Regions from separate parts of the Pan troglodytes genome. Here all the other regions are linked to region 1. The links are chromatin contacts, called in public Hi-C and HiChIP or PLAC-seq maps. All regions are on one chromosome and are shown on one strand. The core of a region is the stretch at or near the end of the contact, and the rest is flanking DNA. Distances in the headings are between cores, read along the strand shown.

Evidence for each region. A called contact is a pair of places that touch in the nucleus more often than the background predicts. HiChIP or PLAC-seq counts read pairs in DNA pulled down with a chosen protein or histone mark.
Region 2: a Hi-C map of induced pluripotent stem cells shows a contact between it and region 1, with 2.2 times the contacts expected there. The contact joins the promoter of PLS1 here to the enhancer-like site in region 1. A contact is called at or near these places in 2 of 7 Hi-C or Micro-C datasets (induced pluripotent stem cells and stem cell-derived neural progenitor cells) and 1 of 1 datasets of contacts at active chromatin or transcription factors (stem cell-derived excitatory neurons).
Region 3: an H3K4me3 HiChIP or PLAC-seq map of stem cell-derived excitatory neurons shows a contact between it and region 1, with 5 times the contacts expected there. The contact joins the promoter of U2SURP here to the enhancer-like site in region 1. A contact is called at or near these places in 4 of 7 Hi-C or Micro-C datasets (induced pluripotent stem cells, a lymphoblastoid cell line and stem cell-derived neural progenitor cells), 1 of 1 datasets of contacts at active chromatin or transcription factors (stem cell-derived excitatory neurons) and 1 of 1 other capture datasets (stem cell-derived neural stem cells).

The regions. Positions count from the first base shown.
Region 1 is chr2:146,035,885-146,040,232 of NHGRI_mPanTro3-v2.0_pri, reverse strand. PCOLCE2 (procollagen C-endopeptidase enhancer 2) reads left to right here. Exons shown (of 9, transcript XM_516795.8): 6 at 1,535-1,689. It also overlaps the pseudogene LOC107970427. Among named protein-coding and RNA genes, the nearest start is that of PCOLCE2, 61 kb to the left of the region's middle. Within about 2 kb of position 2,277, at least 9 of the 24 cell types and tissues checked have an H3K27ac peak or open chromatin away from gene starts, as enhancers often do. A contact at or near this core is called in induced pluripotent stem cells and stem cell-derived excitatory neurons, where this site is marked.
Region 2 is chr2:145,786,948-145,791,295 of NHGRI_mPanTro3-v2.0_pri, reverse strand. PLS1 (plastin 1) reads right to left here and starts at 2,151. Exons shown (of 16, transcript XM_054681122.2): 1 at 1,917-2,151. It overlaps ATR (ATR serine/threonine kinase), which reads left to right and starts at 1,366. Exons shown (of 48, transcript XR_008547125.2): 1 at 1,366-1,656.
Region 3 is chr2:146,208,402-146,212,749 of NHGRI_mPanTro3-v2.0_pri, reverse strand. It overlaps U2SURP (U2 snRNP associated SURP domain containing), which reads right to left and starts at 2,223. Exons shown (of 27, transcript XM_063807232.1): 1 at 1,701-2,223. The coding sequence starts at 1,745.

The DNA.
Region 1 (4,348 bases), core at 1,028-3,527:
CTCTCTGCAAAGTCCCCACACAGCACAGGGCATCACATGGCAAGGGGGGCAGAGCATGCTAACTCAGGTCTCTCGTCTTATAAAGCCGTCAGTCCCACTCCCGTGATTACCCATTAATCCATTAACCCACTTATCCATTAATCTGTGAATGGGTGAATCCATTCTTGAGGGCAGAGCCCTTATGACCCAATCACCTCTTAAAGGTTCCATTTCTCAATACTGCCCCACTGGGCATTAAATTTCAACATGAGTTTTGGAGGGGATAAATATTCAACCCATAGTAAACTGTAAATGTAGATCACAAAGCTCACTTTTTGATTCATCTCATCCCCTGGCTCAGAAGGTTATATTCAGGATGGAAAAGATCACGCAGTTTTTCTAACTGGTTGGGTCAGGTAGATCTACCCTCTCTGCCACCCAACCCCACTCAGCACAGCTGACAGTAGGGGGAAAAAAAAGAGGTGCTTCATTATTTGGTGTCCACGATGTGTAAGAAGTGATTGGCTGAGAAGATGTCTCAAAAAGGTGTTCAGTCAAACCACTGGTTAATTCATTTAAATAACTTGTTAATTTTTTTCTACTTCTGAATTAGTTTTTAAACAGAATTAATCAGACAGCATTTTTTTAACCATTATGTAAATAACAATAGCAAAACTTAAATGAAACTATCTTGTGTAATGTAGTAATCCCCTAAGATTTTAGAGAGCTTTTGAGCCTCACTTATCATCTCCACTAAATCTTTAGTGCCAGCTAACCAGGAAGCTCCTAAAATTAGAGCTCTTAATCGATGCCGTTTATGAACACCAAAACAGATTCATCACTTTCTTTTTTTTCCTTTACAGCATTTTGCTAATGGAGATTATAATAGAAATGTTTCCATTTCAGGCATACCGAAGAACTGCCATTGAAAATGAAATGGAAGTCCTTTGCATGGCTTTCTTAGCCCGGAGTGGATAGAAAAGATAATCAGTCCACTGAGATAATCCCTCTGGCTGCATCTTTACAGAGTGTGGGAATTTGTTCACCAGATTTGTCCATTTTATGCTCTGTAGCCAACATGGCAAACCCAGGCCAGCTTGAACGCAAGAGTCTTAGTTCAGAGAATCTGCCTTTTCCCAATCAGGCAGATCATGAGGTGCTTTTTGAAAACCAGCCATGTCCCAACGTCTGCCACAGTCTCTAGAGTTATCTGGTCCTGGGTTCAAGTTCTGACTCTCCCAACATACTAGCTATAGGGCCTTGAGTAAATCACTTGAACTCTCTGAACTTCAGTTGCCTATTCCATAAAAAAAGAGATAAAAATAGGGTTGTTGTGAAGGTGGAATGTGACAATTCACATAAAGCACAGTGCCTAGCTGAGCAAACACTTGGTAAATGTTAGCTATTAGAATTGGTATTTTTAAACGTTTTAACTTTTAAGTTTAAACAACTGGTAATCTATTGTCAGAAGTTAATGGAAAACTAGAAAATTTTACATTTTCAGAGAGGCACCACTTTTAAGTATTTATAAAAAAACACATTTTTCTTTTTTTAGGCCAATTGTATCTGAGAGAAATGAACTTCTTATTCAGTTTTTATCAGACTTAAGTTTAACTGCAGATGGGTTTATTGGTCACTACAAATTCAGGCCAAAAAAACTGCCTACAACTACAGAACAGCCTGTCACCACCACATTCCCTGTAACCACGGGTAAGTTTTCCTGTTTGGAAGTTTGTGCAAAAACTTTAGGAGTATAAGAAGAATTCTTTTAAAGTAGAAAAAAAATAGGAGGAAGATCCTTGAAATTAAAGTTAAATAGGATGAAAGCTTTGGTAAGAGAATAATATGACTGTATTAATGAAAGAAAGGTATAGGGTGTAAGAATGCTTATAAGCTAATAGTTTTTAAATATCAGGTAAGAAAATTATGACCATTGAACAATGACTAGGAAGCCTATTAGAAGCACAGATCATTCTAAGCCTAAGTTTCTGTTTCTGGAACTGACAAACTTGTCGTTTGCTTTTTATTACATAGAATTGTGATATTTTAGGTTGAAGTTCTAGGGCCTTGCCATCTGTGTTTTCATATTCTGCCAATGTTTGTTTTTGGTTTTTGGTTGTTTTTTTTTTTTGCTTCTCAGCGAAATGTCATATAAAATGTTATTTATTTATTTATTTATTTATTTTCAAATCGGAGTAAATTAAACAACAATATTCAACGAAGTACAGAGGCTGGTTGGGAAACTGGCCTGAGGGCTGAGGCATGTATGTAGGGAGTGGAGAGGCAGGGTCTCTGTAGCTAGTACCTGGCCTATCAGCTCCACCCCCTGGGATTTCAGGCCTCAGATCTAAAAATCCAAACCCAGGGAGGAGGGGGAAAAGCGGGAAGGAAAGACTGAAGGTTAAGATGTAAAATAGGCTGAAATAAGCCCAGCTTTATTGCCCACATTTTCCATGTACACCCAGGCTGGGGCTGAGTACAGGCAGGCGCCTCTGGGTCTAACGTTTCCTTGCACTCTGCAAGTGCGCCACTGTGTGGTGTGGACGTGTACTGCCTCATGTAACTGCTGTATTTCTCCAGCTCAGCTCAGTAAGCCTTGGTGTCCATGTTCTTTCCAGTGAATTATCTGGTCACACCCATTGAGCTAGTGGTTCCCTTGCTTTTATCTCCATCCTCAACTTTCTCTGAAATCGCAAGCATGGATTTGTAATTCTCTCCTGGACACAATGTGACTGTAGCTATTTAAATGAAAGCATATACAAACTTGTTTTTATCACACTATTTTCTGCCTCAAACCTAATTCTCCACCTATTTTCCCAAGCACGTCCACAGCATCAGTAGCCTCACTCATAGGGTCATCTTTGATATCCTCTATCTTTTCTCCTGACCTCATGCCCTACCCCGCTCCCACCACACCGAGTAGACCGTGTTGTTCTCCCATTAAATTTATAGTCTACAGCTATGCTATCCAATATGGCAGCCACTGTGAGCACTTAAAATGTGGCTAATGATATTGAGGAACTGAACTTTTAATTTAATTTTAATGAATTTAAAATTGAAAAGCTTCATGTGACTAGTGACTACCAGATTGGACCACATGGGAGCCCAAACCCCTTCCCGTGGTGTGTCAGACCCTTCACACTTTGTCCCCAGCCTCTCTTTCTAGTTTCGTCTTCAGGCCTTGCAAACTCTCTCCTATGCTCTAAGTATTTTTGTGTTTATCCTATGTGTGGGGGAAGCTGTTGATGGGTTTAAGCAAAGTTCAGGATTAGTTTCACATTTTACAAAGATCACTGTGGCCACTGTCAGGTGAATGAATTGTAGAAATCCAGGGGGTCACCAGAGTCTCGTGCTGGTCCAGGTGAACTGTGCTATGGCACAAATTCAGAGAGAGTCAAGAGATGAGAGGGAAACAGTGACAGGCCTTGGTGATTCATTGGACTAGGGAGGTCAGGGAGGTGTCAGGAATGCCTCCCAGGTCCCGGGCTTGCACAGCTAGGGGGATACTGCCACTGTTCACAGAGGTAGAGAACTGGATTCGGAGGTGGATTTATAAATTAGGCTGTCGCCTTGTTGGGTTTGAGGTGTCCGTGAGATTTTCCAGTGGATATGCCATGCGTAGGGGTACACGGGTCCCCAGACTAAAAGAGAGATTTAAGCCAGATTTAAATTTAAGAGTCACCCATCATCCACAACCCGGGCCACAGCGCGCCCCTCCCCAAGGTGGTCTTCCACGATCCGTACTGGTTTAAGAAGCGGACGGAGCTTTTCATTGCTGCCGAGGGCATTCACACGGGCGGGCCAGTTTGTGTATTGCGGCAGGAAGGCCCAGCTCAACATTGGCAGTGTGCTCCCTGTGGGCACCATGCCTGAGGGTATGATCGAGTGCTGCCTGGAGGAGAAACCTGGAGGCCGTAGCAAGCTGTCCTGGGCATCAGGGAACTATGCCACTGCTATCTCCCACAACCCTGAGACCAGAAGACCCGTGTGAAGCTGCCCTCTGGCTCCAAGAAGGTTATCTCCTCAGCCAACAGAGCTGTGGCTGGTGTGGTGGCTGGAGGTGGCCGAACTGACAAACCCATCTTGAAGGCTTGCCAAGCCTACCACAAATATAAGGCAAAGAGGAACTGGTGGCCACGAGTATGGGATGTGGCCATGAACCCTATGGAGCATCCTTTTGGAGGTGGCAACCACCAGCACATCGGCATCCCCTCCGCCATCTCAGAGATGACCCTGCTGGCTGCAAAATGGGTCTCATTGCTGCCCGCCAGACTGGACGTCTCTGGGGAACCAAGACTGTGCAGGAGAAAGAGAACTAGTGCTAAGGGGCTCAATAAAGTTTGTCTTTATGCCAAAAAAAAGTAAGAGT
Region 2 (4,348 bases), core at 902-3,401, 250 kb after region 1:
AATCCCATGTCCTTTTTCCTAAAACATTCAGTGATTCATTCAACAAATGTTTACTGAACACCACCTATGTGCCAGGCACAGTTTTAGGTCCTGGGTATCTGAGAGTGAACAAAATAGACAAGACCTTGCTCTCCAAGAGCTTACACTCTAACTGGAGAGAGACAATAATATAGTATGTCCGGGTGTGGTGGCTCTCACCTCTAATTCTAGTACTTTGGAAGGCTGAGGTGGGAGGAGCGTGTGAGGCCAAGAGTTTGAGACCAGCCTGGGCAACATAGCAAGACCTTGTCTCTACAAAAAATAATTAGCCAGGCGTGGTGGCATGTCTGTAGTCCCAGCTACTCAGGAGGCTGAGGCAGGAGGATCAATTGAGCCCAGGCTGAGGTGAGAGGATCGCTTGAGCCTGGGAGATTGAGGCTGCAGTAAGCTATGATTGCAACATTCATTGCACTAGAACCTGAACAACAGAGTAAGACAATGTATCTAACAAAAAAAAGAGGGTGAGACAGAGTGTGTATATATGTTAGTCTACATGAGGCTCTTCGGTGTTAATTTGGCAAACACCTGAAGGAAAAAGGGCAATGACAGAGTGGTGTTCAAGGCAGAGAGTACAGCAAATGCAAAGTTCTTGAGGCAAGAGCATATTTGGCTGTCATTCCATCACTTTTTTCTTTAAGATACTGTATCGGTTAACTATCCTCATGTACCAAAGAACAAATGTAAACATACTGCATGACTTTGAGTGATTAACTACATAACTTTGACATGTCAACAATCTCTTATGGTGGTCATCTTTCCAATAAATTGAGTTGAGCTAGAAAATGTGTATTGCCAAAATCCATTGATTTACTTTAAAAATTAAATCACAGGTTGTGGATGCCCGTAATGGTGGCATTTCCACACACAGTACTGTTGCTGATTTGATGAGACACAAATATAATCCAACCCCATTTTCAAATATTAAAAGTTGGTAGGGTCCTCAACGAAACCTAACAGTGACTTCAAGTTGAAAAAAAATGCTTAAAAGGAAAAAAACAGGGAGAGCCCACCTTTTGGCCTGTATCTCTCAGAAAGAGGGACAAGAGCGGTGGGAACGTGAGGAACTTTTAAAATGTGAGAGCGTTACTCTGGGGAAACCTGGAGTCTACTCTTGGCCTTTACTCGCTGAACTGTCATAGTTCTCACATTTGTGAAGCGAGTCTGGGCTGGCGGGCCTCAAGCCCTATCCTCCCCCGATGCGGAAGTCTTGCTTCGCTGTGCCTCCCAGGCTTGAGAACAGCAGTGTCTGGCCGCTCAAAACGAAAGCTTCACGAACGTCGCTCGCTCGGTGCTGAGAAAGAAGCCTGACGCGACCCGGGAAACTTGACCGACGCGCGCCCGCCCGCCCGCTTGCCCCGCCCCCTAACGGCTTCCCGGCTTCCCCCGGGTCCTATGCAGAAAAGACGCTGGGCCTGGCAAGCGGGGCCAGTAGCGGCTTCCGGGAGGAGTTTTGGCCTCCACACGGCTCCGTCGGGCGCCGCGCTCTTCCGGCAGCGGTAGCTTTGGAGACGCCGGGAACCCGCGTTGGCGTGGTTGACTAGTGCCTCGCAGCCTCAGCATGGGGGAACATGGCCTGGAGCTGGCTTCCATGATCCCCGCCCTGCGGGAGCTGGGCAGGTAGGGCTAGGCCCAGCCTGGGTCCTGCATCCTCCTCCGCTGATTCCGGCTTGGGTTTCACGTGCTCTCCCCTCCCCTGCTGCGCTATGGCTGGGATCCCCTAAGCCCCCGCTGCGGCCCTTGTGGAGATGCTCCGTGGCTGATTTGGGCGCTTCTCCCTCAGAGTGCCCGTTGATAGGACATGGGGCAGTCGCCACAAACCTGCGGGAAGCCGGTCCGTGGGGGAGAGAGGCGTCTGCCGGCCCTGGTTTACCACTCACCCCGATCGAGAGTTTGCTTCCTGCAGCTGGAGGAAGAGTCCCTGCTGATCGCTTTCTGGTCACTTTTCTACACTCATTTTCTTCTCGAAAATCTTTTTCCTTAGACGAGGGACTTGACCCATCAGTTTCTGTTCTTTGTGATCACTCGTGGAGGAATTGGTTTTTAGCCTTACATTTTGTCCCCAAACTGCCCTTGAAAGAAAATCACCGCTTCTCATTTTCTGCAAGTGACATCACTTGCTGGAAAAGGCAGTTTTTTTCTTTGAAGTGAAGTCATAGTACATATTGAAGATGTAACCTCCCTCGTATTGATCGTCCAGTTCCCGATCCGTTATTTTAGTCAGAAATTGGAGAGATAGACCCCTGGGTCCACAAAATCTCAGCGTGCACAGAGTGTTGCCAAAATTTGGAGACAATTTAATATTTCATTTGCAAATGAATGTTGTCTGTAAACCTCATGAAAACCAGTATCTTACCACAAGGAGGGAGAGGTGTTGATGGCTCTCACACCTCTTCAATACACAGGCAGGCTTCCCTGAACCAGGCCTAAAGACTCGGTAGAGCTTGTTTTGCTTTGTTTGTTTTAATTCTACACTACTGCGAACAAGAAATAAATAAGCTTGTGCTGCTACCGCAGTTAAATTATCATTTGGAATAACTGCTTCCCAATTTCTTAAACTGTTTGAAAACTTTCCACACAAAGTCAAAGCTGACATTAAGCCAATGGGATAGCTACTTCTCTTTCTTTTTGCAGCGCAGTTGTGTTCATTTCCACTGGTTGGCCATCCAAATAATTTAGTCTCAATATATGAATAAAAAGATAAATGAAGGGACCATTCTTGTCGTAACTGCATCACTATTTTTGAGTGTGTGAATTTTTTCCACTTTTTATCTGTGGCAAGTATACTTTGTGTTTAGTTTATAAAATAACTTCTACCTCTCTAAAAGAAGAGGAAGAAAAGTGATCATTGTAGGAAGTTGGTTTACAAATTTCATCTTTCAGGCTCATTGTGAAGCTGAGTATATTTTTGCCACTTTGCTTTAAAGTAGAATTAACTGGTTAATACTTCTCTTCCCTCTTCTGTCTTCCTCCGTGAGTCCTGTTAATAAAAATAATTGGTTCTTGGATTATATATTGTCGGTTTCATCAGTAGAGTTTATGTTACCTTTCATTTATTTGTAGCTATTCCAAGAGAAAGAATAGAAAAACTGACCCACAGAGAGTTGTCTAATAGTTTTTAATTGTCATGGCTTTTTCATTACAACTACTTGAATCAAAAAAGCTAATCAATTTTCATAGTATATCCATGACATAGAATGGAACAAGTGTTACCACTGTTTAAGAAAAAGGGACAGAGAAGTTGAAGAACCAAAGGCACAGCTAGCAGATATCAGAGCTAGGTTTCAGATTCAAGCTTTCAAGGCCTTTTCTTCCAAAATGTTTCCTCTTAATTGACTATGGCAATTAGACTACTGAAATAAAAAGAGATATTAGTGTTCTAATTTATGGGCTGCTCTTCCTCAGTCCCTCAGATAAATTTTGTCCTATTGTTTTTTTGCTATTAGCAGTCTGCTCTGCATAATCTTGCTAAATGACCTTTCCACTCTCCTGCCTTCAACTATAATCTGCTATTTGATGACTCCTAATATGTTTCTCCAAATCATGTCTTCTATAGAATTGTATATTTACTGTATACTGGTAGTTTCACTGAGTGTCCTATGTGTAGTTAAGGTTCAGCATATCCAATACAAATTCCCCACATGTCCTAGCTTTCACAAGCTTTCTTTTTTTAAATTAAAAAAATTATTTTTCTCTTATTCATTGAAGTAGAGATATCTCAGTAAATGGCACCATATTCACTTATTTCTCCAAACTGGAAATCCAGAAGTCATTCTTAACTATTTTCACATGTGCTTTCAGTCTATGTCCTTGGCCCTCTTTTAATCTGTGCTGTCTTCCCAAGTAATCTTACCTAATCTCATGGCTTTAAATGTCATCCATATGCTGGTAACTCCCAAATTTATATTTCTAGATCAGAGATATATATTAGGTTGCTTACTCAACATCCACACTGGGAAGTGAAAATTAACATATCCAAAGCAGAACGCCTGATTTACTGCGCCCTTGAATTTGTTCCTTCTCCTGTGTTATCGTAAATATGCCAACCAAAAGCCTAGGAGTCATCCTTGGTTTTTTTCCCTTGTCCCTTAATAATCCATAAGTTAGTTCTGACAACCATATGTTTAAGATACATCTAGAATCTAACACTTCTCACTGTCTCCACTGCTACCACCAGAATTTCTTACCTGAACTATTACAGTAACCTTAGTTGATCTTTCCATTTCTACTTTTACCTACTTATAATAGATTTTCCACTCAGTAAAGTGATTTTTCATCTATTAGTCATATTGTAAGTTCCCCTGCACAAAAC
Region 3 (4,348 bases), core at 974-3,473, 170 kb before region 1:
CAAGTCAGAATTTGAACCCAAATCTCTTGTTAACAAAATTCATAATCTTCCCACTACATTATGCAGCCTCCAAATTAGTTAAGATATTCTGATTCCTTTCACAGACATCAGTAAGAAATCTGTTAATAGCATCAAGAGATTATAATCTAAGGCAATATAAACAGAAAAGATTACTGGATAATCCAATAATTTATAGAGAACAGCCATACATTCAGTCATGAGAAGCACTATTTTAGAAGGAAGCCTGAACACAGACATTGAAATGTTTTCAATGTATCCAAGACCTCAAGCAGGGAATACTTAAAATATTACTTTGAGAAGAAACAAAAATTGTGAGGCTTATGCACGACTTGTTATGAATGTAGCTATAGTAATAGCTCCCTAACGGTATGTTCTTGTCAGGAGTCTGTTGAGAAGAGTTGGTAGAGCTCGCCCCCAAAGAGAGGGAGACGAGAAAATGTACTGAGGAGGGAAAAAAAAAAAACTGACACAATACCTTGTAAAGAAGCCGAAACTGGCCCCTCACCAAAGTTTCTATGTAACTAAACGATGTCTGTTAAGACAATTACTAATTATGAACTAATTATTTTGGTGTACATCGTTCACCAAATGGCATAAACAGTCGGATTAGAGAAAGCAAGTAGAAAACGAGTTATGATGTTTCTCACAACTGTAAACGCAAGCTTCTCTCCTACCGTAAATTTAACTTTCTAATAGCCGATTTACAGTCACACACTCTTTAAGATGTAACAGTCCCTAGCACCTGAAAGTGTTACACACCTTCTTGCATCAGCATCGGAAAGTTTAACTACCTCGTGGCAGTACCAATTACTTTTAATATATTCGAGACCAGAAACCCAAACCAAAAACCGATTAAATGTTCCGCCCAAGATGGCAACTAAGAACCCAACCGTACTAATGCTTAACTACTACCACAGCTCACTGGTTTCACAATACGTGCCCAGGGTTCCCTGTAAACACAAATGCAATTTACTAATCGTATGTAGCTTACAAGTCTACGGAGCTTCTCTTTTCACTGTTTCTTCAACATGAAGAAAGAGACCACGAGTCCTCTACCCTCAAAAGTGCTCTTTACTTCCCGTTAAGGTAAGGACCACGTGTAGAGTGTACATTAACCTTGGCTATGCAGCACTGCAAAGGAAAGCTGCTCCCGCCTCTGCATTTCCCACTCCGCGTCTTTGCCCTAGTGGTCCTCCCCTCACAGCTGGCGACCCTAGAGGTTATTCATTCCTTGGAGGGAAACTGAGGGAGGCCGGAAGTGAGTGAGATCCAAAACCGAGAAAAAAGCTGCAGACATTTAAGCACCGGGAAGCGATTCCCGCCTCTCTCCCAGGCGCTGTCTGGCGGTCTCAGGGCGCAGGAAGCTGAGATACAGGAGAGCGTTTTCACGGCTTCGGACCTCAATCTGAATTCCTGATTTCACTCCAATGCCAAGCGCGGGCCGAAGCACTCACGCCTCCACCCCCTGGGCACGCCAGTCTCGAGCTGAATCCCGGCTGGGACTATGGGGAGATACCAGGCCTCTCAACCTGCGCACCACGGTGCGGCGGCGCCCGGGCCTACCGTCGCGACTAGAATGCAGACCCCAATCCCAATCGCCTCTCACAGGCCAGAAGCGTCTGTGGGCCCCAGACGACAGTGGCAGACCCGCTGACTTACGAAATTTTGTCAGAAATTACCTTTGAACTGGCCTTCTGAGATCCGCCTGGCGTTTTGTCCGCCATCTTGAGCTTTGCCCCTCCTTCGGCGGCGGCAGCAGCACGGGCGAGTCGAGCACCGAAACAGCGGATCTCAGTGAAGCCCGCCAGAGGAGCCTGCGAGGCTGAATAGTCGACTGTCGAGATAGCGACCTTAGGGGCAGCCGCTCACGTGACTTCCGGTGTCAGTAATTTCCTCCGCCGCGCTCACTCCGCTAGTTTTCCTGGGAGTCACGGTGCTTGGTCGCGTTATTGGGTCCGGGAATTCAGAGAATCTCCTTGTCCAGGGCCAGCTGATACTTCACTCTCTTATCCCAACGCCAACCCTTGATAGATGCGAACCAGTCGTATTTCCTTTGTGGGAAAGGAGTCGCTTTTTAAAGACGTGCACTGGCCATCTAGGGAGGAGCTTTTACTTCAACTCAAAATAGGACTGGAGCTGACTGGTGACCTGGCGCTCGGTGGACGGAAACGCTGTTCTTGCCGCTTCGGCAGCTCCCATGCTGGTGGGAGAGGCAAACTTGCAGTCTGCTCATCTTAAGATGGTGAATGTTGAGATAGGGTTGCTCCCGAAAAGCCGAGAAGAGGAGCGTTTGACCCAACCTGAGGGTGATCCGATAGACACTCTTTAGGGCGTCTGCAGAGTGGGTGCGCGTGGAGACAGTCAATAAGAGAAAATCGTAAATACAGACGGTATTCTAAATCTAGCATGCATGTAAAGTTGTGTGACATTTTAAAGATTACATTTTACACTTTAGTATTGTTTTCATTTTTAATCACATAAATGGGGGAACACCATATTAAACTTTTCTGAACTTAGTACTTTTTTAAAAAGTTCTTAATCAGGGCCTAGATTCAAAGACGGAAAGCTTGCTTGAGAAGGCCATGCCTGAATCAGGCCAGGCAAGGAAAGAAAGGACATTCCAGACGGAGGGAGTAATTGAGGTAAAAGCCTGTGGCATGAATCAGTACAGCCGATCGTGCAGGTCACCTAAAGCAGTCGTTTTATTAGACCAGGTGTGGGGAGGGACGTGGTTGGACAGGGGTGCGGGTGCAGGTTCACACAGCGCCCTGAGGTCACCATCGTGCTTAGGAGTTAGAATTCTGTTCTCAGAATGAAGATCGGCCTTTAACAAGGTTGAAATGGTCAGATTTTTATTTTAAAGTATTGCTCTGAGGACTAGGGTGGGAGTGGAGGGCGTTTGTGGACCTCTCCCTAAATCATTTATTCAAAATATTTTTGAGCCCCGTTTTGTGTGTAAAAGCCTGCCCAAAGTGTTGTAGGGCTTACAGAGACAGATAAACATGCACTGTCTTCATATGATTTAAAACTTAATGAGAAATGGAGGAGACAAGGAAACCGCAAACTGACACTATGCATAATTGATGCTGCAAGGAAGGATCAATAGCTGAGGGACCTCTGAAAGAAGTAATTAATTCTGAGAGTAGGAGTGAGGAAAAGAGACGGGGCGGGGCAGGGGGGTGGTCATAGAGAAGAAAGCATTTGAACCAGCTCTGAAGAAGTAGAATTTTGTTGAATGGCGGGGGTGGGGAGCGAGGGAAGCACTTAGAACAGGATCTGACACAAGGCTGGCCCTCAAGAAAGATTAACAGACATAGATGCCAGCCACTAAGGAATCAGCAGGCCAGGCCTCCTATTCTCTGTGAGGGTATGAGGGTAGAAGAACAGACAGTAAACAAGAAATGATCTGAAAGTGACAAGTGCTACACATGAAATTAGAATGACTTGCACCCTCCAACCCAATGGAATTTACTTCTACTGCTGGATTCTGTCATACTTTTTCAGTTCTGGGCCTCTTCCCTCAACCTTGCCCTGCCCTCTCATTGAAGTCTAATCCAACTCTACTCTGGGTAAAGATGTCCCTTCCTCCAGGAAGGCTTACAGTCCTCCCTCCCCACCAATCCTAAATCAGAGACCCTTCTGTTTCCAAGGAACCTATACTTTACCACTTTGAAGAGCTCAGCACGCTAGATCTTAACAGGGTTTTGTTTTGTTTTGTTTTGTTTGTTTTGAGACGTCTCGCTCTGTCGCCTAGGCTGGAGTGCAGTGGCGTGATCTTGGCTCACTGCAAGCTCCGCCTCCTGGGTTCATGCCATTCTCCTGCCACAGCCTCCCAAGTAGCTGGGACTATAGGCGCCCGCCACCACGCCCGGGTAATTTTTTGTATTTTCAGTAGAGACGGGGTTTCACCATGTTAATCAGGATGGTCTCCGTCTCCTGACGTCGTGATCCACCCACCTCGGCCTCCCAAAGTGCTGGGATTACAGGCGTGAGCCACCGCACCCAGCCTAGATCTTAACTGTTTATAGGATTAGAAAGTGAAATCATCAGCTGAGATGAAGAGGAGAAGTGGGACTGGGTATGCCTTGTGGTGTTCTGACAATGCCACAGGCTGATTTTGTCACTAGAAAGTGAATATGTGTAGCTTTTCAGTCAAATCCCCAAAGTCCTACTTATTTTAAGAATAATTTTTACTAAATACTCCTAAAGAGTCAAAAACAAAAGAATGCAGACTTCTTTCCTCTCTTCTTTTTTATATTGTAAGCCCCAAAGCAAGTCAGACAAATGTGATGTGACTAGAAATAATACGGGCCTTTATTAAGGGTTA